Linked DNA regions of Mus musculus: regions 1, 2, 4 and 5 are each linked to region 3. A link is a contact called in public Hi-C, HiChIP or PLAC-seq and promoter capture Hi-C data. All regions are on one chromosome and are shown on one strand. The core of a region is the stretch at or near the end of the contact, and the rest is flanking DNA. Distances in the headings are between cores, read along the strand shown. Region 1 has its middle 220 kb from the start of Gm32383. Region 2 overlaps Sema5a (sema domain, seven thrombospondin repeats (type 1 and type 1-like), transmembrane domain (TM) and short cytoplasmic domain, (semaphorin) 5A). Region 3 holds the start of Sema5a (sema domain, seven thrombospondin repeats (type 1 and type 1-like), transmembrane domain (TM) and short cytoplasmic domain, (semaphorin) 5A). Region 4 has its middle 110 kb from the start of Gm32383. Region 5 overlaps Sema5a (sema domain, seven thrombospondin repeats (type 1 and type 1-like), transmembrane domain (TM) and short cytoplasmic domain, (semaphorin) 5A).

What was found. Promoter capture Hi-C pulls out the DNA fragments that hold promoters and counts their contacts. A called contact is a pair of places that touch in the nucleus more often than the background predicts. HiChIP or PLAC-seq counts read pairs in DNA pulled down with a chosen protein or histone mark.
Region 1: a contact with region 3 is called in a promoter capture Hi-C map of second pharyngeal arch cranial neural crest, with 4 times the contacts expected there. The contact joins the enhancer-like site here to the promoter of Sema5a in region 3. A contact is called at or near these places in 5 of 39 promoter capture datasets (embryonic stem cells, hippocampal neurons, maxillary cranial neural crest and 2 more), 1 of 484 Hi-C or Micro-C datasets (embryonic fibroblasts) and 2 of 115 datasets of contacts at active chromatin or transcription factors (large pre-B cells and stem cell-derived neural progenitor cells).
Region 2: a contact with region 3 is called in an H3K4me3 HiChIP or PLAC-seq map of neural progenitor cells, with 8 times the contacts expected there. The contact joins the enhancer-like site here to the promoter of Sema5a in region 3. A contact is called at or near these places in 9 of 39 promoter capture datasets (the 3T3-L1 cell line, the C10 cell line, cranial neural crest and 5 more), 1 of 15 datasets of contacts at CTCF or cohesin (large pre-B cells), 4 of 484 Hi-C or Micro-C datasets (the HL-1 cell line, the NIH/3T3 cell line, granulosa cells and 1 more), 10 of 115 datasets of contacts at active chromatin or transcription factors (craniofacial prominence, embryonic forebrain, embryonic limb bud and 6 more) and 3 of 9 other capture datasets (embryonic stem cells, liver and pancreatic islet).
Region 4: a contact with region 3 is called in an H3K4me3 HiChIP or PLAC-seq map of craniofacial prominence, with 6 times the contacts expected there. The contact joins the enhancer-like site here to the promoter of Sema5a in region 3. A contact is called at or near these places in 7 of 39 promoter capture datasets (the 3T3-L1 cell line, embryonic stem cells, frontonasal cranial neural crest and 4 more), 1 of 484 Hi-C or Micro-C datasets (uterus) and 3 of 115 datasets of contacts at active chromatin or transcription factors (craniofacial prominence, embryonic forebrain and embryonic limb bud).
Region 5: a Hi-C map of granulosa cells shows a contact between it and region 3, with 3 times the contacts expected there. The contact joins the enhancer-like site here to the promoter of Sema5a in region 3. A contact is called at or near these places in 4 of 39 promoter capture datasets (liver, stem cell-derived epiblast-like cells and trophoblast stem cells), 3 of 15 datasets of contacts at CTCF or cohesin (the NIH/3T3 cell line and large pre-B cells), 5 of 484 Hi-C or Micro-C datasets (the HL-1 cell line, brown adipocytes, granulosa cells and 1 more), 8 of 115 datasets of contacts at active chromatin or transcription factors (craniofacial prominence, embryonic forebrain, embryonic hindbrain and 5 more) and 3 of 9 other capture datasets (adipose tissue, embryonic stem cells and liver).

What each region holds. Positions count from the first base shown.
Region 1 is chr15:31,853,926-31,857,225 of GRCm38.p6, forward strand. No RefSeq gene overlaps it. Among named protein-coding and RNA genes, the nearest start is that of Gm32383, 220 kb to the left of the region's middle. Within about 2 kb of position 1,481, at least 3 of the 459 cell types and tissues checked have an H3K27ac peak or open chromatin away from gene starts, as enhancers often do. A contact at or near this core is called in second pharyngeal arch cranial neural crest, where this site is marked.
Region 2 is chr15:32,609,393-32,613,013 of GRCm38.p6, forward strand. It overlaps Sema5a (sema domain, seven thrombospondin repeats (type 1 and type 1-like), transmembrane domain (TM) and short cytoplasmic domain, (semaphorin) 5A), which reads left to right. Exons shown (of 23, transcript NM_009154.2): 12 at 1-38. Among named protein-coding and RNA genes, the nearest start is that of Gm41289, 160 kb to the right of the region's middle. Within about 2 kb of position 2,024, at least 11 of the 459 cell types and tissues checked have an H3K27ac peak or open chromatin away from gene starts, as enhancers often do. A contact at or near this core is called in neural progenitor cells and neural stem cells, where this site is marked.
Region 3 is chr15:32,243,069-32,246,351 of GRCm38.p6, forward strand. It overlaps Sema5a (sema domain, seven thrombospondin repeats (type 1 and type 1-like), transmembrane domain (TM) and short cytoplasmic domain, (semaphorin) 5A), which reads left to right and starts at 1,745. Exons shown (of 23, transcript NM_009154.2): 1 at 1,745-2,231. Snhg18 (small nucleolar RNA host gene 18) reads right to left here and starts at 1,594. Exons shown (of 2, transcript NR_038186.1): 1 at 1,314-1,594.
Region 4 is chr15:31,739,971-31,743,305 of GRCm38.p6, forward strand. No RefSeq gene overlaps it. Among named protein-coding and RNA genes, the nearest start is that of Gm32383, 110 kb to the left of the region's middle. Within about 2 kb of position 1,796, at least 6 of the 459 cell types and tissues checked have an H3K27ac peak or open chromatin away from gene starts, as enhancers often do. A contact at or near this core is called in craniofacial prominence and second pharyngeal arch cranial neural crest, where this site is marked.
Region 5 is chr15:32,535,406-32,538,645 of GRCm38.p6, forward strand. All of the region lies in intron 5 of Sema5a (sema domain, seven thrombospondin repeats (type 1 and type 1-like), transmembrane domain (TM) and short cytoplasmic domain, (semaphorin) 5A), which reads left to right. Among named protein-coding and RNA genes, the nearest start is that of Gm41289, 240 kb to the right of the region's middle. Within about 2 kb of position 1,691, at least 11 of the 459 cell types and tissues checked have an H3K27ac peak or open chromatin away from gene starts, as enhancers often do. A contact at or near this core is called in granulosa cells, where this site is marked.

The DNA of each region.
Region 1 (3,300 bases), core at 231-2,730, 390 kb before region 3:
TGATTGAATGAGATTCATGTACCTTATGGAAGACACTCCATTTTCCTTGGAGTCCACTAATTGAGATATACACCTCAGCCAGAATGGTACCTTCCCAGTCTGACCACTTACAGGAATATAATTTGACATGGACAATGAACCATCACACTACTATTCTTCAAAAACACAAAACATTTTATTGCCGTTATGTTGGTTACTGCCATTAGCACTCTACTGTAGGCAGAGGGGTTGACCTGTGCTGGGTTAGTGGCAGAAAGGTGGCATCTTGGGAACATATATTGAGGTGGGGATCTTTTTCTCTTCTTGTCAGTCACTGCAAGAGTATGCAGTGCTTTAGTTTGGGTGTGTGTGCTTGTCCTCAAATAGGCCTTTCAGAGTCTCTGGGATAGATGCAAGGCCACTTACTGGGGACGGTTGGGGGTGATGCTGCCACGTGTTCTATTTGAGGTGTTTACCGGTCAGGATTTTTTAAAAAAAAATCAGTCATGTGGATAGTTAGAAAGACCTGATTACTAACATCTTTTTTATGCTGTGTGTCTGGATTGGACAGTGAACCAATGAGGTCAATATATGAGAAAGAGTCAGTAGTGCATGGAGGGATCCAGTGAAAGCTTGAATCTGTGTGGAAACCAATGGATCATTCCTGGGTGCTCAAGCAGCTTTGCAAGCTAAAGGAAGGTACTACATGGCAGTAGCTTTGTAAAATAATGTGTAAGAAAAAGTTGGGTATGTCAAGGTGCACTGAATGAGTGTACCCCAAAATGTGACAGATGTCCAGAAATGTGCCACCCGAGTCTGCTTGTAGAGTCACCGTGGCTGCTCAGAGGGAGCTCCGCTCAGAGGAGTACAGAACAAGCAGCCACGATGTCTGGTCATCATGAGCTTCAAAAGCCCTGCTGAAGCTTTCACATAAAACCTGCTGGAAGGCACGCTGCTCGGAGAGATGTTTTCCTCTGCCCTTTCTTGCTGCTGTCATGTTCTTCAAAAACGAGCACCGAGATTTGTTTCCATGGTGGAAGGCTTTCTAGTACAAATCCATTTGTGATGGCAAATGTATCTCTATTAGGGTATTTTAGCTTAAATCAATTATATAAGTGCTTTGTAAGACATTTATTCTGCCCAGTGTTTCATCTGCATGAAGGGTTTGAAGAACTGTTTGATCTTTTCCTTTTCTGAAATTCCTTTGCAAGAGTGATGGGTTTACTAAAATTTACTGTGAAGCTAACCTGATTACTTTGAGCTATCTGTAAGAGGATTAGCCTGTTCAGGGGAGGATAGATTCTAATCCCATGACTAATATTTTGGCCAATATAGTACAATTCCTTCTGATTATGAAAATTGGTTAGTAACCATTTTAGCATGCTCTGTCCTTTTCTGGCTACAATGAGGAGAACTGAAATGTTTCTGTTGGAACGTGGCTATAGGTTAGAGCTGCACTGAGCTAATCGCTGTGTAGGAGGGAAGCTTGCCATGTGGCAGGAGGGACCAAGGGCAAAAGTTCTCTGGTTGTTGACATCTGTATGCAGTCATTATATCCAAGTGTTTCCCATTATTTAATCAAGGTTGAATTGAGAATGCTGAACGGAGTGGTGTTGGCCATGTTTGTCTCAGAGGAATGTGGTCTTGGCCAGGTTGGAGTTCAGTTTCTAGGGTAAGATTTCCAAAGGGTTTCTTTGGTTTTTTTTTTTTTTTTGTTTTTGTTTTTTAAATAAAAGAAGAAGAAGTCTGTTTGTGTTTATTCTGATCCAAGATTCAGAAAATTAATTTACATCAACTTTCAAGCTGAAGAGGGTGCCTTGCAGACTTGGTGGTCTTACTTTGAGACTTAAAATCCTTGGCCTGATTAAGATAAAACTTGGTGCTATTCTTGAAATGAAGAAAATCTGGGAACAGGGTTTGGTGATCAAAACAATGGATCTGTTTGGAGACTTTTGAGAGTTTATAAAAATGGCAGAGTAGAAAATTGAGATTGGGATTGCATTAGTGACACTATGTTTACCCTGTTCCCTGTGTTTCCTGACCCCTGTCAGCTAACCGGATCTGTCACTATCCTGCATTTGTTCAAAGCACCACCAGGTTGTTCAGTCTGGAGAATGGAGCATCATTCTGACACCCCCACTCTTCAGAGTTCAGAGCTCCACTATTACATCACCTGGGACATAGCCACAGTCAGATTTAACATGAATAGAGATGCCAATCTAATCTGCTCTCACGACTCAGCCCTCAGCTCTCTTCAGCCATATGAAGTCTGTTGTATTTATCCCAGATTGAGACCCCATCGTTGCTGGTTCTCCATCATTCCTGAAATAAGAGCCCCTCTTTGCTATGATTGACAGCATTCCTGTTCTGGGTCCCAGAGTATTATTATAGTTTCATCACCTGGTCACCCATCTCATCTTAGAGCACATGATACTATTATTCCCAAAAAAGAGGGTCCCAGTACATTGTCTGATGTGCATATTTCCAGAGCCCTCCCTCACACTTTAGTGACCAACACTCACATATGCTTCAGTTCTTATAGACATGGGATGTACTACCTAGGCTTGACTTACTCCTTATTTTCAAATGAATATCTGAAACATGTACACATTTGTGGACCAAGAATGATGTTTGGATATATATATACACCCACCCTTCAGAGAATACATCACCTGGGTCACAACCACAGTCAAATCTAACATTAATAGAGATGGCAATCATATATATATATATATGTATATATATATATGTATATGTGTGTGTGTGTGTGTGTATGCAACATATATGTTGCAATCCAGGCAGTTGGCATATTCAGCACCTTAATGTGCTTTTCTGAGCATCCAAAAATTAATTATAATTATATTAATTATAGTATAATTAATTATATTAATCACTTTGAAATATTATAATATAAAAACACTGAAAATACTTATTTATTACTTATAATTACTTATTTATTAAAAGTGTGTGTTTGTGTGTGTATGTGTGTGTGTGTGTGTGTGTGTGCATGTACATAGACCCAAGTGTCTGCCACAATGCATTTATGAAAGCCGGAGAACAACTCTTTTTTTTTTTTTCTTTTTAAATTTCATTTCTTGCTGGGCAGTGGTGGCGCACACCTTTAATCCTAGCGCTTGGGAGACAGAGGCAGGTGGATTTCTGAGTTTGAGGCCAGCCTGGTCTACAAAGTGAATTCCAGGACAGCCAGGGCTATACAGAGAAACCCTGTCTCAAACAACAACAACAACAACAACAACAACAACAACAACAACAACAACAATTCGTTTCTTCTGATTTTTTTCTTCTGATTTTCTGGTTATT
Region 2 (3,621 bases), core at 774-3,273, 370 kb after region 3:
ATCCCCCTGAAGAGGTGCCACTTCCATCAAACACGCAGGTAAGGAATCCCAAGGGTGAGGGCACCTGTGCCAGCCTTTCAAATCTCTGGCAGTCAAAAGGCTGTAAAACCATACATCTGTGGGCTTATTATATTCTGGGACACAGGGTCTTCATTGAAATGGGTTTTTGTGATGCCACTAACCTCTGGATATCTATGGAGGAACCATGTGGCTAACAATTGTGAGCAGTAATAGGTGTGAAAATGAATTATTCAGTATATGATAACTCTCAGTGGTAGTGCTAGGATCTAGTGCCCCAGGATAAGCTAATATTTTATTTGAATACAGAGAAAGAGAGAGAAAGAGAGAGAGAGAGAGAGAGAGAGAGAGAGAGAGAGAGAATATAAGATAAAGTAGGCTCATGCCCCTAAGAAGAAACATCAATGCTGTCCCAAAACTCCATCATTCCGGATCATCTATAGGATATGTCTTGTTCCTAACACCCTTGCAGTTTATTCCAAAGGTCCCATTGTTATATAATCAATTAGTGAGGGGAAGGAAATCTTGGAGGTACAGGGAAAGCCAAATGTCATAAATGCTTTCCAATTCCCAGCTACAAGCTATCTCTCCAGCCCTACCCTCTTTTTTTCCTAGGGAATGTCCAGTGTTGTCTACAATGTATTTTTAAGTTTAGTTGGGTTGGTTTGGAAGCACTTAGGCCCAGGTGCTTAGGAAATGGAAGAGGACTATGAACACTAGTTGACTAGCTCTGTAATGTTTATAGTGTTGGAAACTGAAAATGAATTCTGGACTCTGACAGAGTTCTGCTCTAGAGGAGCTTGGTAGCTTTGCTTAGAGCAATTCCCCTAAGCAAGACATACCGGAAGGCTTATGTAGAAGTGACATTTTTACTATACTATTTGCAAACCCCTGCAGTGCTCAGGCCATTCTGTTTCTATACAGGGAGCCCGAGGCAGGAAATTCATAGTACACACCTGTCACTGATCATTTTGACCATGGCTCCAATGTACTTCATCCTCACTGTCTCAGCTCACACATGTGACTTGCTCTAGAATCAAATGGGATGATGTATACATTATAAAGTCGAAAGGTCTCTGCATGTTCTTAATGTAGATGGTTTTTTTTCTTTTCTTTCTTTTTCTTTTCTTTTCTTTTCTTTTCTTTCTTTCTTTCTTTCTTCCTTTCTTTCTTTTTTAAATGTGTAACCATTGTTATACATTATGTGTAAACATGGTTATACAATGTTTCCTGCAGGATGGTACTGTGAAATGAAATCTGTATAACATTTCTCTGATATCAAAAAGAGCTGAAGAACAGTACAGGGATAGTTTTATGAGTTGTAGTGTGAATGTTGTTAGTACACAGTGACAGTTATTAGTGATCCTCTTTTATATGTCTTTGATTTCTAACTTTAACCAAAGACTGTTTGAAACTTGTTCTGCGCATGTTTGTGCAAGCCCAGTTTGAGGCAGATGTAACTCCCTTCTGAGTGTTGATCATTCACTGTATAACAGGGATGGTTGGGGTGTAGCCAAGAGACATCTGCTAGCCAAGCATAGCTGGAAGGAAACCAGTTTCCCAAGTTACTCTGTTAGATCCAAATTCTCCTAGGACTTGCTGGGGTCAAGACAGGGTCACAGGCGGGACAACATGGGTCTGTGCCATGTGTGGCATTGCTTGCATTCATTGACTAGGAGTGTAGTTGCAAAGCATGAGATAACTCATTATTTTCACTGTGCTTTCATTCAGTGAGTTCAGGTCACCTCAGCTTCTTCAGCTCAGGAAACTAAACCACCTAAATCATGGGTAGGAGTACCAACAGAGGTATGGTGCCCGCTGTCTGTCACGCTATCGTCCATCAACTATCTGGAATCCACAGTGGCTGGAGCCACCAGGTGCAGATGCAATAAGAGAATGGTTCTTGTTTAAGTGCATCCTCAGCCTCCATGGTAGAAGAGACGCTCATGTGGCTGAATCTCCCCTCTGTTTATTTTTCACCTGCTCACAGCTAAACGACAAGCGAGCACAGCTCCACTGTGAGCCCATACACTGGGCTTCTGTGTGCCACAGTTGGTATGCTTGTGTTTGGCTCTTAGTATTCCCTCTGAGAAGGAAATTCTAAACACTATGAACCAAGCATCTCTCTGTGTGTCTTCCAATGTGCTTTTCCAAGTGTCCTCTTCCTATGGAAGGACGAGAAAGCATCCCCAGTTAGAACTCACAAGAAGACTCTATCTGGTAAACACAGCATGCTTGGATTTTTTAAATTATTTATGGAAAATATAGTACTTTGTTTTTTAGAGAAACAATTTTAATTCTCCATAAATATGCTTAGTGAAGCACATTGATTAAGAATGAGCTAATAATAGGATTATGTAAAAAAAAATTTTTTTGCCAAATACATTCTTTAGTAAACTATCAATAATTTGGTTGTACTCTTAGGAACTCTATTTCATAAATGGAACTTTGCAATATTTAAAAAGAGAAAGTGATCTTATGCAAATAATGTGCTTCAAATGTAAATATGATACTTTTGAAGGAGAAAATTGTCTCATGAGAATCTTTATATTTTTCATTTTGTTGGTTATCTGTTTTTCAAAGACTATTTATGTAATTTCACAGTAGTTTTTACATTTCTGCCACATTTTCCTTTATTATTGAGTCAAGTCTGAAACTCTCATTGTTCACATGAAGGTAGGAAGTCCAGATGTCAGTTTAGTGTCCTACTCAAGGTCACATACCTCCTTCAGTGACTCACTCAGACCAGGGCCAGCCTGTCTGCCCCCACATCCATGCTATATTGATGGTTCCCTCTATGCAGAGAAGTTGCCACAGATAGGGTCTGATCTTGTGAGCCACTGAGTTCACTTTCTACTACAATTGTTTTTCAAGATATACTGTCTAGGTCAGAGGTTCTCAACCTATGGGTCGCAACACCCCAAGAGACTATTGAAAAACAAAGATATTTATGTTATGAATCATAACAGTAGAAAATTGTAGTTATAAAGTAGTGAGGAAATAATTTTATACCTGTGGATCACTACAACTATTAAAGATCGCAACACTTGGGGAGATGAAGAACTGCTGCTCTAGGACCAAGAACACCAGATGTTTTAGCTATGCTGTCTTCTATCAGCTTCCTCATCTTTGCCCTTGCCCTGTGGTAGATGAAACCAGCATAGAACAGGCTCCCAAAGCATCCCAAACTGAGTATCTATCCCAGTTGTTCTCAGGGTGACCATACATCCTTGGGGGAGGCTGCTGCCAGTCCACTGTTCATCTTCACTGTAGCTCAGAAAACAGCCTGCTGGCACGAGCACTTATCTAGAAGTTATTTTAGAAGAAAAATATCTTAAAGTTATACTTTAGTCAGGTTTTATCACAAACCTGACTTATTTTAATGTGAACATGGTTCGATGCTGCCATTTAATAAATCTTATAGATAATCACTCAAATGATGAAGCCAAACCGAGGTTCTTGGAGTGGCAGTCATCTCTGGGAATATCATTTCTATGTGATGACTGAGCACACATATTTATCTCTTTCCTAACATGAGCTGATATTTTCAAGGTTCTGAGGTACCAAGGATCTAACATCCCAGCTGTAGGTCAGTGTTTGACA
Region 3 (3,283 bases), core at 495-2,994:
CTTTCTCCACCCTGTTCTGCTCCACCCTGCCTTCCTGAAGGCTATAGGGTTCAAGTGTGAGGCTGAGGTCTTCCACTGTCGGCCCCTAGAAGGCCTCCTTCTCCCAAAAGTCTCCCAGACTGTTGTGCCACGTAGGCAAGAGAAGGGGAGTGCTCAGAATGGCGCTAGTTCCCACCCACTTCTGAAACAGCAGGGAGAAGCAAAGGAAGCCTATTAACTTTTCCGGGCAAGATCTAGAAGCCAGGAGCTGCCACCCCAGAGCTGGAAGCCAGCCAAGCATCTGTAGTAGATGTTTCCCAAACAAGCCCTAGAAGACATCTGCGTTGGGGCCATACTTTTCAGGCTCCACAATTGTAGACACAGCACACTCTGGGGTTGACATAGCCTCCAATGGACTCTTTCAAAAATGGTTTCGCCTAATTCTTTCATTTGAAGGTGACAGACACAACAAATTGGTGGCAACTTGTGCTTCTATTCACCTCCTCTTGAATCTCTGTGGTCCTGGATGAGCGGTGACACATTCCAGCTATTACCCGGTCCCTGTTTAGCATCATGGAACCCTCACAGAGGCCCCGAACTGTCACCGGCGCCCCTATCCCCTACCAGGGCACATTTGCAACCTGCCAATACCAGGATGTGATTGTGGCAAATGGGAACATCCTTAGGTCTTGCAGCTAAGAAACTCATTGATGAGGTTCCTTATGCAAAAGCACCCGAGGCCACCAACAAGGCCCGATATGGGAGGAAAACCTGAAGACATCGTTCCTTTACCCTATCCTGAGGGAAAAGGATCGCCAAGCATGGCTGTAGGGGCAGGGATCCACGGTTTCTGACTTTATCCTGTAATTTCCCCTCTTCACAACCTTGTATGTTGTTTAGAACTTGGTGAGTTGATCACTTCCTTAGAAGGAGAACTGAACAACGCGTCAATAAAGCTGCCTTCCCAAGGCATTTACTTTGCGTTCCAAGATAAACTTTTTGCCCCCATGCTCACTCAGTAAACTCCCAAGATACTTGCGGAGTACCAATTAGCCCAGCTGTTTCTGTCCATGAGGTAACCCTCTCCTAATTCCCATTAGGGCTACTTGGGAACCTCTTGCTCTATTTCCTTGGATGGCAGATTTATTCATTTCTCTGATCTATCCTTTTCAAGAACTGAGAGCCTTGCTGGGCCCAGCTCGCCTGTAAGAATCCGCGGCGGGCCCCTCACCACCCCCAAAGCACACCCCAGTCTTCTTATGATGACACAGAAGAACTGAATCTTAAACTTCCACTTTCTTCCCACCCGCGATCCGCCGGGGGCACGCACTTACCTGGAGCTTAGGCAGGCCTAGCAGACGCCACGTCTCTGGTTTGGGTTGAACTGCCTCCAGCCCTTTATACAGCCCATCCTGCAAAGTAGCCACGTAGGAGCCACCGGGCAAGGGGCGGGTAGCCAAAGAAGGTCTCTTCCAGGCGAGGAAGGGAGTTCGAAAAAAGTCACCAGTTGGGTGAGCTTGCACTCTGGTGGCACAAATAGAACTCCTGGGGTGTGTAGAGAGCCCCCTGGGGAGTGTTTGGGGGTCCCATCTCGGGAAGAGGCGGGGCTAGAGGAGGGGCCTGGGAAGGTCAGGGGTGGGTGGGGCGCTCAGTTTGCACGCGGGAGGGGCGGAGTAGGGGAGGTGCGGCGGAGGGGGCGGGGCGGGGGCGGGGCGAGGCGAGGCGGTCCTGTGCTCCCCGCCCCGAGCTCTGGGCCCGCTCACCCAGCGCTGGTCTACTCGCTAGGAAGGCGGCGTCAGCAGCGGCTGCTCACGCTGTGCCCACTCCCGCGCGCGCTGCGCTCCCGCCGCGGGTGGGCTCCTCAGCCCTTGGCTGACGGTGGCCCCAGCCTTGTGGCGACCTCTGTATCCCACCTTCCCACTGCGGGGGCGTCCCGGCACGTGCAATCCTTTTTGGGGGTGTTCTTGGTTCCCACGCGCAGCTACTAAGCAGAGGGTACCCAACTTTGCCACCTCACCGGTCGCCCTCTCTCGGCGCGAGCCTGTCCACTCAGCTGCACAACTGGAGACTCCGGCAGACTAGCTGGTCCCCAGCCTGGCGCGCTGCGAGAGGAGGATAGCTCTGGAGAAGTGGCGGGGTGCAGTGGTGGCGGCTGCCTCGACTTCCCTCGTAGTACACTGAAGAGGACCCTTGGAGCAGCTCCGGGCCCCGGGGCGCTGGATGACTAGCAGGAGGAACGCGCCCGGCATCTGGTGAGCTCTCTCCCCGCAGAGTCCCTGAGTGTCATAGCTGAGACCCTGCACGTGTGAACTGGACTCGGCACTGGTCCATTTGCGGGTGGTGTAAGTCTCTGGTAGGGTCACTCTGCAGACACCTGGGTGGGGACAACCTGGCAGAGGCGCGTGCAGGACTACCATCAAAGCGGGGGCGGTCGCAGTGGAGATAGTGCACGGGCTGGAAGTTTGTGTCTTAGCCTTTCCCTGGATACGAGCGTGGATTGAGAAGGTCCGGGTGTGCGACCGGTCAGTGGGCAAGCCTGCACCTCGGCCAGCACCTTTCAGGTACCCGTGGAGATCTGTGTGCGTAATCCGCGCTAGGCCAGGCTTGCTTGGTGGGATCTGGAACCGGGATTGGTGGTCGGAATCGCCTACCTCCCTGCACGGTGGACTAGGGGACATTTATTTTCCTGCTCTCTGCACAGGGGCTCTGCGGTGTTCGTGAAAATCTGGGGTTAGTGGGACCAGGGCACAACTCCGCCAGGGTGTTTTGCTGAGGAAGACTAAGGCAGGGATGGCGAAGCCTGGGGCTTCAGCAGGATGAGCTCCAATCGCAGAGCCCCCGTCTGCGGGCAGCCCAGCCGCACGCATTTCATACCCGGGTTCACGGTCTGGGGCCAGGAGAAGATCGGTGCTCAGGATATTCCGAGGAACTGTTGGAGGGGAGTGATCTCCGGCGATCGCCCTTGGAATTGGGCCCAGAGCGGGTAGGTCCCGGTCCCGGTACCCCTCACCTCCCGCCCCGGGCTTTGGCGGGAAGCGCTTTCACGTCCTTTTTTGTTGTTTGTACCTGGATGCGGTTGCCTTGAGTTGGGTTTTAACTTTCCTGCGCCTGCGGCGTCCCGGAGATTCCCGGCAGGGGGCGCCAAGAGCGAGCTTTCGGAGAGGATGTCACAGAGCTTGTTAGTGTTTTTGTCCTGGGCAAATGGGTCAGGGGTCCTAGGCAGCAGTAAAACACAGATTTTTGCTGTGATTTCCGCGCTAGGCCAGGCTTGCTTGGTGGGATCTGGAACCGGGATTGGTGGTCG
Region 4 (3,335 bases), core at 546-3,045, 500 kb before region 3:
ATAGGACCAAGGACCTCTCCTTCCATTGATCATGACAAGGCCATCCTCTGCTACATATGCAGCTGGAGCCATGTGTACTCCTTTGTTGATGGCTTAGTCCCTGGGAGCTCTGGGGGGTCTGGTTGATTGATATGGTTGGTCTTCCTATGGGGTTGTAAACCCCTTCAACTCTTTCAGTTCTCTTTCTAACTACTCAATTGGGGACCCCATGCTCAATCTAATGGTTAGCTGCAAGCATCTGCCTCTGTATTTGTAAGGCTCTGGCAGGGCCTCTCAATAGACAGCCATATCAGGCTCCTTTCAGCATGCACTTCTTGGCATCCACAATAGTGTCTGGGTTTGGTAACTGTATATGGGATGAATCCCCAGGTGGGGCAGTCTATGGATAGCCTATCCTTCAGTCTCTGCTCTACACTTTATTTCCATATTTGCTCCTGTGAGTATTTTGTTCTCCTTCTAAGAAGGACCGAAGCACCCACACTTTGGTCTTTCTTCTTCTTGAGCTTCATGTAGTCTGTGAATTGTATATTGGTTATTTGGAGATTTTGGGCTAATATCACTTATCAGTGAGAGCATACCATGTGTATTCTTTTGAGATTGGGTTACCTCATCCAGGATGATATTTTCTAGTTCCATTTATTTGCCTAAGAATTTCATGAATTCATTGCTTGTAATAGCTCCATTGTGTAAATGTACCATATTTTCTGTATCCATTCCTCTGTTTAAGGACATCTGGATTCTGGGTATTATAAATAGGGCTGCTATGAGCATAGTGGAACATGTGTCCTTATTACATGTTGGAACATCTTTTGGGTATATGCCCAGCAATGGTATAGCTGGGTCCCCAGGTAGTACTGTGTCCAATTTTCTGAGGAACCATCAAACTGATTTCCAGAGTAGTTATACGAGCTTGAAATTCCACCAGCAATGGAGGAGTGTTCCTCTTTCTCCACATCCTTGCCAGCATCTGTTGTCACCTGAGTTTTTGATTTTAGATATTTTGACTGGCGTGAGGTGGAATCTCAGGGTTGTTTTGATTTGCATTCCCCTGATGACTAAGGATGTTGAACATTTGGTTAGGTGCTTCTCAGCCATTCGATATTCCTCAGTTGAAAATTTTTTATCTCTGTACCTCATTTTTTAATAGGGTTATTTAGTTCTCTGGAGTCTAACTTCTTGAGTTCTCTGTATATATTGGATATTAGCCCTTTATTTGATGTAGGATTGGTAAAGAATTTTTCCTAATCTGTTAGTTGCTGTTTTGTCCTATTGACAGTGTCCTTTGCCTTACAGAAGCTTTGCAATTTTATCAGGCCCCATTTGTTTATTGTCGATTTAGAGTATAAGCCACTGGTGCTCTGCTCAGGAAAATTTCTCCTGTGCCCAAGTGTTCAAGGATCTTCCCCACTTTCTCTTCTATTAGTTTCAGTGTATCTGGTTTTATGTGGAGGCCCTTGATCTTGAACAATTATTTGAACAAAGCACAGGAAGTTGGGAGGGAAAAATAAGGAATTGGAGGAGAGGGGTTCAGAGGTAGCTTGATCAAAACATATGGTAAACATATATGAAATTCTGAAATAAAAAGTAGTTAAAAAGGATTAACTTTAATGTTTGATATTTTTCTGTAATTCATCATCATCATTATTATTATTATTACTACTACTACTTTGTAAAAAGATAATTAAGCATGCAAAGATAGTTTAAGAAAAGTCATGTTTTGTTACAGAGGGTCCAAAGGCAAGTTGGCACCCTACCCTTTGATGCTTTTTGGAGTGTACCAGAAAGCATGCAGAACTGAGCTCTGTGTCTTGGAAGGGATCATTTCCAGGGAGCCATGGCAGCACGCACAGCAAGCTGCATGCACTTCAGTTGATTTTGTTGAATTTTCAGAAATGAGAGTTTAATGAATTCCAGATGGGGAGACGATAGTTCTGCACTGCTTTCCTATCTTTTCAGGAAGGCTCACAATCCTGAGGTCAGCGGGGCTTTCTGGTTATGTTGAGCTCACCGATGTTGAAATGTGAAGTGACTCTAGGCAGGTAGATAAATGTCAGCTACAGATTCAGAATCCATCTTCAATGTGGAAGCTTGGCTGCCTTTTCTTCCACTGACAAACACACACACCCAGTGTTGTCATTCTTGGGTCTGGATACAGCATTATGGGGACACTAGCAGAGGGGACCTGATTTCAAGAAGGTTTTAGTACTTTGGTTCAACAAAATTAATGCACATGTCCCAGGAAAGAAATCCCAAGTGATAATAGATGTTAATGATAAAAAGCAGCTGTGCAGATGTTATGAGAGAGGAAAGAAGCCAGCTTGGCCCTGTCGTCTCTAAGATGGAGACAGCTGTGATTCCCAGTTTGTGAGAAGCCTATGTTAATGGTACTTATCAACGGTATTAGACATTCTATAACACACAGAACAGTCCTACCTTAGATGAACAATTTTCCTTAATATGACAATTTTGTGAAGCTTGAGAAATCATTTATGTTGAAGGGTGAGAAAGGCTTCATTGAAGAGGTGAGATATTGCCTTCTTTTTTATTCATGATTCTTAGTGTCCATGCTTTACCAGAATCTGTTTTATCCTGAGATACAAAATGAGTGAAACTAGTCCCAGGGCTATGGAGTTTATGGGCTAGAATAAAAACTAAATTTTTAGGAGAAAGATGAAGCATCATTATGATGATCAAGAAAGACTACAATACACTGCAGAGAGGCCCAGCCCAGCCAAAAGGCCAGGAACATCTTCCTCGATGGAAATTTATTTAAAATGCAACTCAAGAAGCCATTGGGAGCTGTTCACATGAGTACATCTAAACCACTGTGTGCCAGGAGTTGGAATGTGAAGGGTGTTGTTTGAGGCAAGAGCTTATACTCAAGCCTGCTTGTGAGTGACAAGGGATGATGATTTAGGCAGTTCTGCATGTCAAAGATGATGAGATGAATCTACCAAAGTAGACAACAGCTTGTATCTGGGAATGCCTAGGGGTGAGTTCATCCCAAAGACAATGGAAGGATACATAAGACTTTTCAAATCTTACAGGGCTGAATTGACAGGATCTGATTTAAGTTTACAAAGTGTGCTCAAGCTTCAGTGTGGAGATGAAGCAGGAGGAGAATTAGATGGCACAGGTATGCCATCAATGTTGATGCGATGTTGGACCACAGGGTGGAGATAATGGTGATGGCAAAAAAAGACAGAGTCGAGAGGTGCTCAGGGGTCTTACAAAGTGAAAAGGGGCATCAGAGAATATTCACAGTCATGCTTTCAAAAATTGGGGATTGTCGTGTGCTATGTCCCAGGTGTAATAGAGTGCTCTTTTGTGTGAAT
Region 5 (3,240 bases), core at 441-2,940, 290 kb after region 3:
AATAATGTGAAGCCTTAGAAAAGCTGTGCTTTCTAATTAAGTCTGGATTTGAGTCTGGTTGATAGAGCAGCAGGATCTCCCGAAGCTTCCCCTCTACTTCAAAGCAGAGAAACATCAATGGGTCCTGTTTCACTATTGTCTAATAAACATGTATGAGTAGTTGCTGTTTTTCAGTATTCTGGACAAAGTAATGAAATATTTATGAAAACTCATACTCTTTTTCTTTTTGCAATTTCTTCTCCTTGTCCTTGGCTAATATTTATCTTGAAAATGTGAAGGCTACTTGAGCACCCGCTAGAATTGAGAAGCTGTTTGTTTACCAGCAGCAGCAGCATGGATGGAGATCTAAGAACTTTGATGGCATTTGATTCATATTCTCTCTTAATCCTGGGGCTCACCCTGCTGCCCAGACCTCTTGTGTTTATTCAGGAGAATATTAATATTTTCCCTTTTTTGCATTCCCTTCAGGTTTCCTACTTGGTAGACAAGAGCTCCATCCTCAGCTCTCTGTTTAAGGTCCCACCAGGTCACTCATCCTAAGCATAACTCCTCTATAGCCCAGGCAGGCTCGACACTCATCATCTTTCTTCTCAGACGTGCATCACATACATCAACATATATTTCATGTGTGTCTCCATATATGTCCTTGATTGAGATTTATGCAGGTCTGTTTCTGTCTCTGTCTCTGTCTCTGTCTCTGTCTCTGTCTCTGTCTCTGTCTCTCTCTCTCTCTCTCTCTCTCTCTCTGTGTGTGTGTGTGTGTGTGTGTGTGTGTGTGTGTGTGTGTCAGAGACAGAGAAACAAGGTTAGAGAGGGTGAAAAAAAGAGAGGAAGACAGAGGGGTGGTAGAGCCAACCTTGAGTATCATTTTTCTTGTACCCTGGTACCACCTACCCTGGTGGGTCTTATTTTTTTTAATTAGATATTTTCTTCATTTACATTTCAAATGCTATCCTGAAAGTACCATATACCCTTCTCCTCCCCTGCTCCCCAACCCACCCACTCCAACTTCCTGGCCCTGGTATTCCCCTGTACTGGGGCATATGATCTTCACAAGACCAAGGCCTCTCCTCCCATTGATGGCCGACTAGGCCATCCTCTGCTACATTTGCAACTAGAGACACAGCTTTGGGGGGTACTGGTTAGTTCATATTGTTGTTCCTCCTGTAGGGTTGCAGACCCCTTTAGCTCCTTGGTTACTTTCTCTAGCTCCTTCATTAGAAGCCATGTGTTTCCTGATATAGCTATCTCTTGTAAGGCTATGCCAGTGCCTGGCAAATACAGAAGTGGATGCTCACGGTCAATTATTGGATGGAACACAGGTCCCCTAATGAAAGAGCTAGAGAAAGTATCTTACTTTCTTTTTACCATGCTTTCTTAACTTGCCTAAAACTCCCCGGTGAAGCTAGACCACCGGGGCAGTCAGGCAGTCCTGCCTGATGCTACCTCCTCAGAACTGGGACTGTAAGCAAGTGCACTCACACCCGGCTTTTGAAACAGTGCTGAAGCTCCTGCCCTCCTGCATTGCTTTCATACCAAGCACTTTACTAACATAGCTCTCTCTCCATTCCCCAATATTTAACTTTAACAACAATACCAACTCAACAAGAGCCATTGTGGGCAACTCCTCTGCTGAAGTGTTTCACCATACAGAAGTGCTCATAGCTATGTAACCAGAACCCCTTTTTCTGTTCAATGACATCAACCCCTTTGGTAATAAAAGCTTAAATTCATAATGAGTTCTTTGTTGCTAAAGGAATGTATCAGCTCATTGATTCTCTTCTATATTTAAATAAGAGCAAAGGTGCAACAGGGAGTTTTCTATAAACAGATGTAAGAAAGAAGCCTATTAAAGTTCACACAAGGGTAGCAGTGAGTTTATTTTCATTTTTGGAGTCTGCACGTCACAGTGCTGTGTGTACAGCTCTTACCTCTGTGCTGGTATCTTCACTGTTTTTGGAAATATGTGCCGTCCTGGATGGAATCCAAGGCAGTTCTTGTGTGAGACGCTGCCCTCATGGCACCCTGACCCAGGAAAGGACCTCAGAATTAACACACTCTCTTATCAGAGGTCATCAATAACAACTGCATTCTTGATGATTCCACACGATCATAATAAACAGACATGGCACTGTTCCTGTTTGCGAAACACCAAGTGGGTTCTGTGTGGATTGTTTTCTCATTGTCTTGTGTTTGTTGAGAGGGATGAGCCATCCTGCACAGTTGTTATGACTGCCTTGGTTGTGTATCAGTGTTTGGCAACAGCAGCCTGACCTTATATTCTCCTAGGTTTGGAAACTTGAGAAACAATTCTTCCTGGCAGGTGGTGGAGGCTGGTATTTTCCTGCATGTTATTTTACTTTGGTTTATATTGGGTTGAGTGTAGTTTCTTCTTTGACATTTTCTGACCCAAAAAAGATTGTTCCTCACAAGATTTCCTGAAAATAACGTCACTGGTCCATAACTGAATCTTCAGAAATCTAATTTTAACAGCTAGGGGAAAAATTACAAGAAGAAGATATGAAAAAATATATAGACTTCCCACATAAAAAGTCTACATACCACAAAAATAGTAGAAAAGAACAAAAGTCAGTGTTTGGACTGGTGTTAAATGACTCACAAACTTAAGTTGTAAATCACCTCTGTCTTCAAAACTGGCATTATCATCTTAAGTATCGAAGTTCTCTGTGGGACTAGACGTGCTAATCTACCTGTCAACTTGATCAGCATGAGTTAGCTTTGAAAAGTTTGTAATGTATGAAGCATCATGGTTTTAAATCGAGCCAGTATTCTGGGCATGGACCAGTCATGCCCTGACTGGCATGTATACAAGGATTGTGGTAGCTAGAATATGCAGTTATCCCTGGCATTATCCACGAGTGTTGATGCATGACACACTGTGCAATAAGCTCTGTAGTTTTGAATGATTCAGGTGACTCTGCTTCATGGTCTCCTTTGCTGGGAGCTTGTCCTTGTTTTCCAGAGGCAATCAATCTTGTTTACCAGTAACTGTGACTAAAGGTACTGCTGTTTTGACTGTGAAGCAGACTTTAAAGAGGACTTGTCCTCTTTAAATGTCTTAATTTGAAAGTTGAATGTAAGCCCATGACTGGATGCCCTGTATTTGGTATTAATTTTATGCCAGACTGAAGGTGCTGGCACAAGAGTGAGCTGAAATGATCTAATCTAGCCACCAGGACCCAATTATTTCCCACCTTTCCGGAAAAAAGGCCCTAACTT